Regions from separate parts of the Oryctolagus cuniculus genome. Here region 2 is linked to region 1. The links are chromatin contacts, called in public Micro-C maps. All regions are on one chromosome and are shown on one strand. The core of a region is the stretch at or near the end of the contact, and the rest is flanking DNA. Distances in the headings are between cores, read along the strand shown.

Region 1 (5,216 bases), core at 1,673-4,172:
GGTGGAAAATGGCCCAACTGTTTGACTCCCTGCCACTCATGTGCAGAGACCCAGAGGAAGTTCCTGGCTTTGTGCTGGCCATTGAAGCCATATGGGTAGTGAAAAGGTGGATGGAAGATCTCTCATTTGCTCTTTCAGAATAAATGAACCTTTAAACAAACATCTGATTTGGAAGCTTTTTAAAAAATATCTTAAATTGCTTGAGGCAGAGAAAGATTATTTCTGTCCACTGGTTCATTTCTCATATGCTCACAACCACCAGTGGTTTGAAGATGGAACTCAATCCAGGTCTCCCATTTAGGTGTCAGACACCCAATTACTTGATTCATCACCACCATCTTCAGGAATCTGCATTAGCTGGAAGCTGAGTCCAGGCCAGAGCCAGGACTGGTACTTTAAATTGAGATGCAGGTGTCTTAATTACTAGGCTAAGTGCTCATCCTTCAAAGCTTCTTAACTTGACAATTCTTGCTATAATTCCTTTGTAAATGAAAATTGCCATTACCCCAGAAGGCAAAGTGGTGCTCAAGTAAAAATAATTTTTTATCACACAAACTTTTTTTAGAATCTGATGTGAAAGTACTTTCAAAAACTCGTGGAGAAATGGAATTATAAGATTTACTTTGTCATGAAAACTTATGAAACCATGCATAATTTCTTTCTTTTTAAGATTCTGTTATTTCAAAGAGCTACACAGAGAGGGAGAGGTAGAGAGAGAGAGAGGTCTTCAACCTGCTGGTTCACTCCCCAATTGGCAGCAACAGCCAGAACTGAGCTGATATGAAGCCAGGAGACAGGAGCTTCTTCCAGGTCTTCCACATGGGCGCAGGGGCCCAAGGACCTGGGCCATCTTCCAATGCTCTCCCAGGCCATAGCAGAGCTGGATCGGAAGTGGAGCAGTTGGGACTCAAACCGGTGCCCATATGGGATGCCAGCACTGCAGGTAGCAGCTTTACCTGCTATGCCGCAGCACCAATGCCCCATAGTTTTTCATAATAGGCACTTTTCCACAAACTTTTTGAATATCGCTCATCGAGGTATTCATCTACCATTCATCATAAGCCTGTTTTAAAATTTATTTGCATGTATATTCAATCTCATTTATTTGTGATTCTTTTAGGTAAGTCAATGTTAGGAAGGAACATTTGTTATAGGGTTTCTTCATACTTTGGCTAAAGAAGTCAATGCCTCATTTGGCAAGTGACAGGGACATAATTTTCATGAACCTGTTTGACTTTTGAATATTCTATTCCAAATTTGAAGGTGAAAAGCTTTGAAAACTGAAATTGTTTTAAAAAGACAGCTATATAGACTATGACTTGGATTTTTCTATGCGTGTTTTCATGAAAACCTCACAACCTTAAAAATTGTTTAACTCTTTTTAAACATAAAACATATATGAATTTGTAGATGTTAAAGTCGCAGTAAATGCAAGAGTGAAAGTCCTCATTGTAACAAGGCACACGTTGAGGTGTGGGGAACTTACATTACAAGGCAATGGATGCTAGTTGGTGAGGCTCTCAGCCCAGAATAGACCCTGGTCAGATTTACAGCTTGTACCCCAAGTTCAAGGTAAAGAAAGGTCCCACTGTTCTCAACCAAAGTCCCCAAAATTCATGGCCACTAGAGAGCTAATTAAGAAAAACTTGGTTTATTTCCATGTTTCAGAATTCCGCACCTCTGGACTCAGAATGCAGTTGAAAGATGTAACCTGAGCCACTTCGGTTTTCCCTTGAGAGGAAGTGAACAGTTGGACGAGACAGTCACAAATAACACCTTTTCACAAAGCAGAAGTACTTGATCTAAAGCTCTCCTTTCACAGCTCTTAGGTAGCTCTTCAAGCCCTCAAGTACTAATTTTGGCTATGGATAACGCCCTTGGAGTCTCTTAACAAGCCAGATTATCAATGACTTGAGATCGGGCACTGTTCTCATTTTGAACCCATTGTAGAGCTTGGCATAGGGTGCAGGTGTGTGTCCAACAAATACTGGTTTAATGGAATTACACTTGAAGAGCAGGACGAAGAGACGCCTTCTTCCATGTGCCAAAGGCTTTGGTGTTGCTATACGGGAAATGTTCGTTCTTAGAAAGCTTAAATGCGAATAGATTTATTCCTCAGTGTGCGTTTGAGAATTCCGCTGAATGTAGCTGAAATGCAGCGTCCCTTCTTAAAGGTCTTGGAGAAAGAAAAGTGACAGTGACATCTCCGCATGGCTCAGAAGCGAGCACGGTCAAGTAGAAACAGAACGCTCACCCCGGGCCCCCCGGGCCCGCATTCTGTTCCTGGAACGCTCTCGGCGCGTCTCTCTGTGCAGTTTTCTTGGGACCATATCCTTTTTTGGGGGAGGGAGGAGGTGGTCTGAGTCATGTCTTTCTACAGCAGTGTCCATGTGAGGCCTTGGGGAGGCTGGGGTCACGGGGCCCTCCTTGCACCAGTGCCCTACAACGTCTCGCTTGCGGTTTACAACCGCTCTTTAAAAATAATTTCCCGCTGGGACACTCCCCCTCCCGCCCCCCGGCTTCCTCCTGCCACCCCCACCCTCTGCCCCACCCCCAGCCCTAGCGGGCCCCTGGCAAAGAAACGCCTGGGCGCCCGGGCCGGGTGTTGGAGTAAACAGCGCGCTCGGAGGATTACCGTCGCCTCGAGGCCACTTCGCCCCTTTGCCTTGGCCGCCCTCAAATGACCCCTGACAGCAGCCCCTGCTGCCCCTTCAAATGGAAACCCACAGCAGACACACACACATACACACACATACACACAAACAAAAAAACCTCAAGTCTGCCTTTCGGTTGCTACCCGCAATGACGTTTCCCCCTCGGGGTCCCGCCCCTCCGGGGGGCTTGGAATTTTGGGATTGGTCGAGAGGTAGTGGCGACAAGGCTCCGATTGGACGGCGGGGAGTTGATGGACAGCGGGGGCTGCCGCCGCGCCCGCCCGCCCTCCCCACCCGGGTGCGCGAATGTGTGTGTGCGGTGTTATGCCGGACTAGAGGGAGGCGACCGTGGCGGCGACGGCTCTGTTTATTGTCCCTCTCGCTGTGTGCGTGTGGAGAGGCCGAGAGTGCAGCGCGGCTGTCGGACGCCGCCTTTGAGGCCGTGGCGGCGACCGCGCCGAGGACTCCGGCGACCGGAGCTGTGGCCTTGGCGGAGAGCGAGGAGGACAAGGCGCCCCTGCGTCCCCGCCACGTCCGGGCGCCCTTGCGCAGCTCGAGCCTCCGGGCTTAGGCCCTGCTGGCTGTGGGGCCCGCGGAAGAGGCAGCGCCGCGGCCGGCCGCTTCCCGCTTTCTCTCCGCCTCCTCCTCAGGCGCCGCGCTAGGCCCGAGCGACGCGGCCGCCGCGCCTCGAGTTTGACGGCGGCTGGCGGCGCGGCCTCCTCGGCGGGCTCGGCCGCACGTCCGCTCCGGGTCTCGGCGATGGGGCGCTGGGGCCGGCGCGGCTAGGAGCCCGGCGAGCGGAGCGGTCGGTGCGGAGCGGCGGGGCCCAGCGGCCCGCAGGGAGGCGGGAGCGGCGGCCGCGGCTTCGGGGCCTGTGAGCGGGAGGCGCCCGCCATGGCCAAGTCGGGCGGCGGCGGCGGCGCTGGAGCCGGCGCGGGCGGCGGGGCGCTGACCTGGGTGGTGAGTGGCGGGCCCCCCCGGGGGGGGGCGGGCGTCCCGGCCGCCGCTTTGTTCGCGGCCCGCGGTGGGGGTGGTGGTGGTCGCGGGGGAGGGGGTGGAATCTGCGGGGCCGATCCGTGGGGGGAGGGGAGGAAGGGGGGCAATCCCGTCTGCAGAGCCCCCCGCGCCTTTTTTTTTTTTTTCTTTTCTTCCTGCATTCCTTCTCTTACCTCTCCGGAAGCTCAGGCTGCAGAACGAGGCGTGCACTTGAAACTTTGGGGGGTGGTGTGGGGGGATCCACCATCACACAACGTGTAGCCCCCGCCTCCTCTCTCTCTCTCTTCCTAGCTCCTAGGGCAGTGGGGCTAGCCATAGTGCCTGTGTGGGTGGGTCGGCGCTTTCTCCAAAGGTGGAGCAGGAAAATCGGGGAGAATGAGGGGTGTGTGTGTGTGTGCGCGCGCCAAAGGAAACCATCGCTGGCGCTCCAGTCTCAGAGAATGGGGTTGGACGTCTCGAGCAGTCGGCACTGGAGTTTGGGCGATCTCAAGGATGGCGAGGGCTCCGGGTCACGGCATCGCAGCGGTTAATGTGCGGTGCTCTGTCCATCTGTCAGGGTGGGATTATTCAAAGAAGCGCTTACCTACGTCAGCGGTTCAGGTGAAGCGGGTGGGGGCCGAGGCGACCAGACCCGAGCGCGTGGGGCTGTAGGTCAAGGATTTCGGCGCTCGGTTCCTGCGGCGAGTGGAAGAACTGGAGAGGCCGGATTCCCACGGCAGATCGATAATTCGCTGGCGTTTCACGCGCTCAGCGTGGAGTTCAGACCAGGGTCACTTCCTACACACACAACACTTGCAGCGAAGCTGCCTGACTGCTACTCAGGGCTTTCAATGGAGTTACCTCCCCGGCCTTTTAAACACCCCAAGTGAACTTCTGTTGGCATTTGGATTACTACATTCATTTTCCTTTTGTCTTTGGGTGAGTCTAGGGTGAATTGTCCCTTGTAAACAGGGTTGTTAGTGGCAGAAAAACATTTTCATCATTTAAGTGTGTCCCGGTGTACTTCGCGAAATAAGTTGCCAGGCTCTATGGTTGAATGTTTCTGAATTTTTTATATTACTTCAAGACTGTCGTGTGAAAGTATGAACTGACTAAAGCCAGAAGAGAAAATGTCAGTAAGTTGTGGTCCATGTGAACCTGGGGGAAGGGGTGGTGGTGGTGGTATCTGCAGAAGAGAGCTTTTCTGAAATTGGTGGTCCTTAACCCCTTACTAAAATGAGATGTGCAATGGAGTTAGTTAGCCAGATGGTATCCTGAACTTTCCTTGACTATTTGGAAAAGTGTTGAGGCCTGATCCATGCCTTCTCTGAGGACCCTTTGATTTATAATGATAAACATTTTGCTGCAAGGTTGAATTTGTTTTAACATGATAGCAATATTTTAATTTTAACTCTTAACTTTGTAAATAATTACATGACTGCTTTTTCTTTCAAGCTCAATAGGAAACTTTCATTTACAGAAGAAATTTAGCAAAACATGAATAGTCTCAGTCAACATTAGGAAAGCCATTTGAAACTAAAATTGACCTTTTTTTTTTTGCTGTAAAACTGACATGGGGTATACAGT
Region 2 (5,216 bases), core at 1,435-3,934, 130 kb before region 1:
GGCTGGCATGTTCTGCAAATGCTGTGATGGCAGAGGGCTTGGTCCGTGGGTAGACTGGTCATTAATTTGTTTGATCAGGACCTGTGAAACATGTCAAAATAGAACCTATTATTAGGATTTTAACTCTAGAAGTGATCATTGAATTCTGAGTCTTGTGATCTGGGGTCTTGTGGGGACTGATCTTGCACTACTTCCTTAATTTAATGAGTTATTCTTAAGGAGTTGACTTGCAATCATCAATTGGAGACAGGGGGACTGCAAGCTAAGAGGCAAGGCTAGGGGCTGATAAAGTCTACAAGTGCATTAGCACAGGGACTCAGTTTCAGTGTTAATGTTATGGCATTGGTTTTTCACTGTGGATGCATGGTCCCCACAGAAGTACCCTATGGCCATTGTATCTGTGAAGGGAAGGCTGAGCTGATGGCATTCTGCCCCTCCTCTTACACACCTCCAATTCCAAGGCATTTCGCCTTGGTGTTTTGTGTATAAAGATTCTTCCTTAGACTTTATATGAAAAATGGCTTCTTTTTTTTAAAGTCATAATTGCCATATATTGTCATATTCTTATGTGATTATAAGGATAAACACATATAAATGGAAAAGAGAAACCCAAATTTAGGAGATTATCATTGGCAATAGAGACAGCTGGTTATATACCCAGTGCCACTCCCTTTCCCCTTATGTAGTTGTGGGAGGTGCCTGTCCGTGTAGGGACTACACTTGCCAGCCTCCACTCCCTCTCTGTTATCTAGTAGAAGCCTCATACTTGTCAAGGATCAGTGCAAACACTGTATATCATTTGTGGCATAGTGGGGTTAAGAAGTATGCAGGCCTTCTTTCTGCTCAATTAAACGAAGAAGTCTCAGAGGCCTATGGCAAGAGTTAGCAAACTACGCCTGTAGGACAAATCCAGCAGGCTGCAAGTCCGTAAATAAAATGTCAGAACAAAACCACACTCGCTTATTCTATGGAGCTACAAATGCAGAGGCAGAGTTAAATAAAGGCAGGCCCTAAGTCCTGCAAAGCCTAAAACATTTACTCTCTGGCTCTTAAACGTTTGTTGGCTCCTGTTCTAAGAATGGAAGAAGCCTGGGCCCACTAATGACTAATGACACCTGCATTATCAAACTCTTAGGTGAGCCAGAAAGGAATTATTCGTTAAGCCACCAAAAATTTTAGTTACAGCAGCTCACCACATACTACCTGTTGAACACACTATTCTTGAAGCTAGTACAAAAAGTTATCATCTGGCAGATGAATGGTAGCAGAAATGGACTGCACAGCTCACAATTTCGCTCAGACACTGAAGAGAATTTTAAATCCTCAAAGTCAACATAAGATGAAGCATCGAGAAGATTTAAAGAGGCTTCTTAGGCAAATAAGGTATCTGAAAAACATGAAGTCAAGACACTAAAAGCATGATCCGTCCCGAAATAGCACCCTTGCTGTGTGGGATGCAAATGTTGATTCTCTGGCCCTCCCCCCACATCCTACTATTATTGTGGATGTGTTTCATGCTGGCCACCACATCCCACTGACGCGTGGCTCCTGAAGTTTACAAAACACTCCTTTACTGAATCCTATTATCTGAGCCGGGACTTAACCGACTTCAGAATCTGCATAACCAGGAACCCGTCAGGGCTGACGGCCAAGCTCCTTTTTTTTTGGACGGCTGTTGCTCGTTCCTTCCGGGGTCGTTCCTTCTGGGGGTCTTTTTCATCCATGGCTACTATCTGTCTAGCACCGCCTGGGCACAGAGGCCATAACAGTGTTTTATTGGTGGTGACGACAAGGAACCAGAAGCGGCCTCTCCACCTTCGCGGCCGGGTCCCGGCGGCTGGCACTCGGCGCTGAGGAAGCCGAGTTCCCCGGACCCTCTCGGACGCAGCCCACACCTGCACTCCGCGCCCCCCGACCCGGCCGGACACCGCCGTCCCTCCGGCCCGCGCCCCGCCCCCGCCCCCGCCCGCAGGCCCCCGCCCCGGCCAGACACCGCCATCCCTCCAGCCCGCGCCCCGCCCGAGGAGCCCCGCGCCCCCGCCCCGGCCGGACACCGCCGTCCCTCCGGCCCGCCCCCCGCCCCGCAGGCCCCCGCCCCAGCCGGACACCGCCGTCCCTCCGGCCCGCGCCCCGCCCCCGCCCCGCAGGCCCCCGCCCCGGCCGGACACCGCCGTCCCTCCGGCCCCCGCCCCTCCCCCGCCCCGCAGGCCCCCGCCCCTCCCGAGGAGCCCCGCGCCCCCGCCCCGGCCGGACACCGCCGTCCCTCCGGCCCGAGCCCCTCCCACCCCCCTCCCCGGCCCTGCAGGCCCCCGCCCCTCCTGAGGAGCCCCGCGACCCCCGCCCCGGCCGGACACCGCCGTCCCTCCGGCCCGCGCCCCGCAGGCCCCGCCCCGGCCGGACACCGCAGTCCCTCCGGCCCGCGCCCCGCCCCCGCCCGCAGGCCCCCGCCCCGGCCGGACACCGCCGTCCCTCCGGCCCGCGCCCCGCCCCCGCCCCGCAGGCCCCCGCCCCGGCCGGACATCGCCGTCCCTCCGGCCCCCGCCCCGCCCGAGGAGCCCCGCGACCCCGCCCCGGCCGGACACCGCCGTCCCTCCGGCCCGCGCCCCGCCCCCGCCCCGGCCGGACACCGCCCCTAGCGGGCAGCGGCGGCGGCGGCCGCGCCGCGGAGGCGCCTGCTCAGTGCGGGACGCGCGCGCTCGGGCATGGCGGCGGCGGCGGCGGCGGCGGCGGCGGCGCCGGGCGGCTCCTCGGGCTCGGCGTCCCCGGCCGTGGCCGAGCTCTGCCAGAACACCCCAGAGACCTTTCTGGAGGCCTCCAAGCTGCTGCTCACCTACGCCGATAACATCCTCAGGTGTGGGGCCGCAGGGCCGGCGGGGGGCCGGGGCGGGTGGGCCGCGGCGCCTGCTCGGCCCGGGGCTGAGGGGCGCCGACCCCGGCCGCGCGCAGGCGGCGAGGCCCGGAGGGGCCCGGGCCCGAGGGTGGCCCCGGCTCAGCTTCCAGCTCCGCCGGCCAGGCCGCAGCGCCGTGAGAAGAGCGAGTGCCTTCGCAGGTGTGACCGGGCGTTTGCTGGCGGCCGCCCAGGTGACCCGCCGCGCCTCGGCCTGGGGTTCGCCTGTGTTCAGTGCCCGGGCGGCGGTGCCAGCGGCGTGGCTGGCAGGTGCAGCCGCTTGTCACAGCGCGGTCCGCGACCGATTGAACGTCTCAGGACTACTTTCTGCTCCTGTTTAGGAAGGGGTGGGCTTCACATGGTTTGGGCTTTTTTTTTTTTTTTCTGCCCATGTTTGTTGGTTGCAATATTAACCATGGTGCTTCAGTTACACTTTATATATTAATATCTAGAGTCCACTTTGCAGTGCGATCCTTTAAGAATTAGTGAAGGTTGTCACCTTGGAGGAGACCTTACCCGTTGGGGGAATTGTCAGGCAAGGTTGATTATTGTCATGCTCCACCCCCGCCACTCCCAACTCTTCAAATCAGGCCGTGTGTCTTCAGGAGGGACATGGCTTTAGGGGAAGGGACTGGAGTTCCAGGTGCTTCCATGGAGTTCCCTCTTGGGTCACACTTGTGCAGGTTCTGGCGCGTCTTCCTCTTCTAAGCGGTGTGTGGATTGGCATGAAGTCTAAAAGTTCACTTTCAAGGCTGTAGGCACTATGTGACCCAATTTTTAGAGCAATTGCAAGTGCAGTTTTTAAACCCATGGCAGCAGCATTGTTTATTTAGGTAAAGTTAATGATTTTGAAAGTACACTGAAGGGACAAGCTGTTACCCCCTTATTATGTGCCAGGAGCTGTGAGAGATGCAGCACGTGGACTGTTCACAGCCAGAGAATTGTGACCTAGGTGAGGACCACCCTCCTTCTCTGTGACACCTTCTCAACTCACCTTGCCTACCCTTGGAGGCCATACGGCCCTTCCGAGTTCGCAGGTGCCCGTGGCTGCTGTGAGCGAATTTATAGGCTGTGTTCTCCCGAGGCCATCAGCTTGGTCTTCCAGCCTGGAAAGCCAGCCATCAAACTGTTTTAACCCTGCTGTTCAGAGAAGGCGGGTGGCCTTGTGATGAGGATTCACTCCTGCTTCCCGGCCAGTGGAACCAGGGTGTTTTGCGGAAGGAAACCTTTGCATGCGAATGACTGTGTGCATGGTAATCATTTTGAATGTTTGGTAAACTGAAAGATTCTTGGTATGGAATCAGTCCATGTACTGTCTTTACTGTGGCTTGATTCTGATGTTCAAGAGTTTCTATCTAAAAGGGGAATTATGAATTTGGAACTCAGATAATTGGAGATGGTATTGAAAACTGCACTTTTTAGTTTTTCTTAGCTGATAGTGTCCCTAACGTCATATTCTCAGAGTTCAAACCCCTTCAGGCTGGGGGACAGTGAGACAGCGGGTGGGGATGTGGAGGCTTGCCAGCTTCCTACAGGAAAGCCTCAGATCCCCTCCGCGTCTCCCACCACTTGACCTTACAGATCTGCTGAGCTAACTGCAAAATACAGAAGCTCAAGATTGTCTGTTCCCCACGCTGTTCGGGGCAATCTAGCATTAGAGGTAAGGGATTGTGTAAAGGGTTTTGGTTTGCTGTCCCTTGCTCTTACCTCAGGAAATGACATACAGTTTCCTAGAATGAGTGCTGAAGTGAGAATTTCATCAGGTTTTTATTAAGCACCAGTACTTGTCACTGTACACACTGAATCTCAAAAGTAATACTTTTGGTTCAGTTTTAAATGTATGCTTTGGATGATATTTAGCCTATCCTCCAACTGATAGCCATCAGTGTAATTATAGAATAAAATACGTGCTAATTTGCAGGCATAATATGTCATGGATTTGAACCTTTTTTTCTGTTCACTGACTCTTAGATAAAATGACCTGTCCTCTATGGTATCTACTTTCCCCAAAATTTGTAGCAGTTTCATTGACATTCTATAGGGGTTTGTAGAGCATTTGTTCCATTTATTCTTTAAAAGATATCCTGATTTTTCACTAATTTCCTTTGTACACTGCACACAATTATTGATGATAAACTGCACTGGCTAGTGATAGGGAAGAGCCAGCAATGGAAAAGTGGCTTATTTATCCAAAGAATATAAATCTGTTTTGTAAAAACACACAGTTATGAAAAGGGGCAACGTCATGTCCTCTATGGACAATTCCATGAGAGTATTTAAGTGCATGCGTGTTTATGTGAGGAGATAGCAAGAGGACCTGACATGGTAC

What was found. A called contact is a pair of places that touch in the nucleus more often than the background predicts.
Region 2: a Micro-C map of ear pinna shows a contact between it and region 1, with 4 times the contacts expected there. The contact joins the promoter of NGLY1 here to the promoter of TOP2B in region 1. A contact is called at or near these places in 3 of 6 Hi-C or Micro-C datasets (ear pinna, psoas muscle and an unstated tissue).

What each region holds. Positions count from the first base shown.
Region 1 is chr4:161,757,733-161,762,948 of mOryCun1.1, reverse strand. TOP2B (DNA topoisomerase II beta) reads left to right here and starts at 2,922. Exons shown (of 36, transcript XM_051818505.2): 1 at 2,922-3,614. The coding sequence starts at 3,549.
Region 2 is chr4:161,886,589-161,891,804 of mOryCun1.1, reverse strand. It overlaps NGLY1 (N-glycanase 1), which reads left to right and starts at 2,684. Exons shown (of 12, transcript XM_051818511.2): 1 at 2,684-2,851. The coding sequence starts at 2,703. It overlaps OXSM (3-oxoacyl-ACP synthase, mitochondrial), which reads right to left and starts at 1,943. Exons shown (of 5, transcript XM_070072879.1): 1 at 1,204-1,943; 2 at 1-81.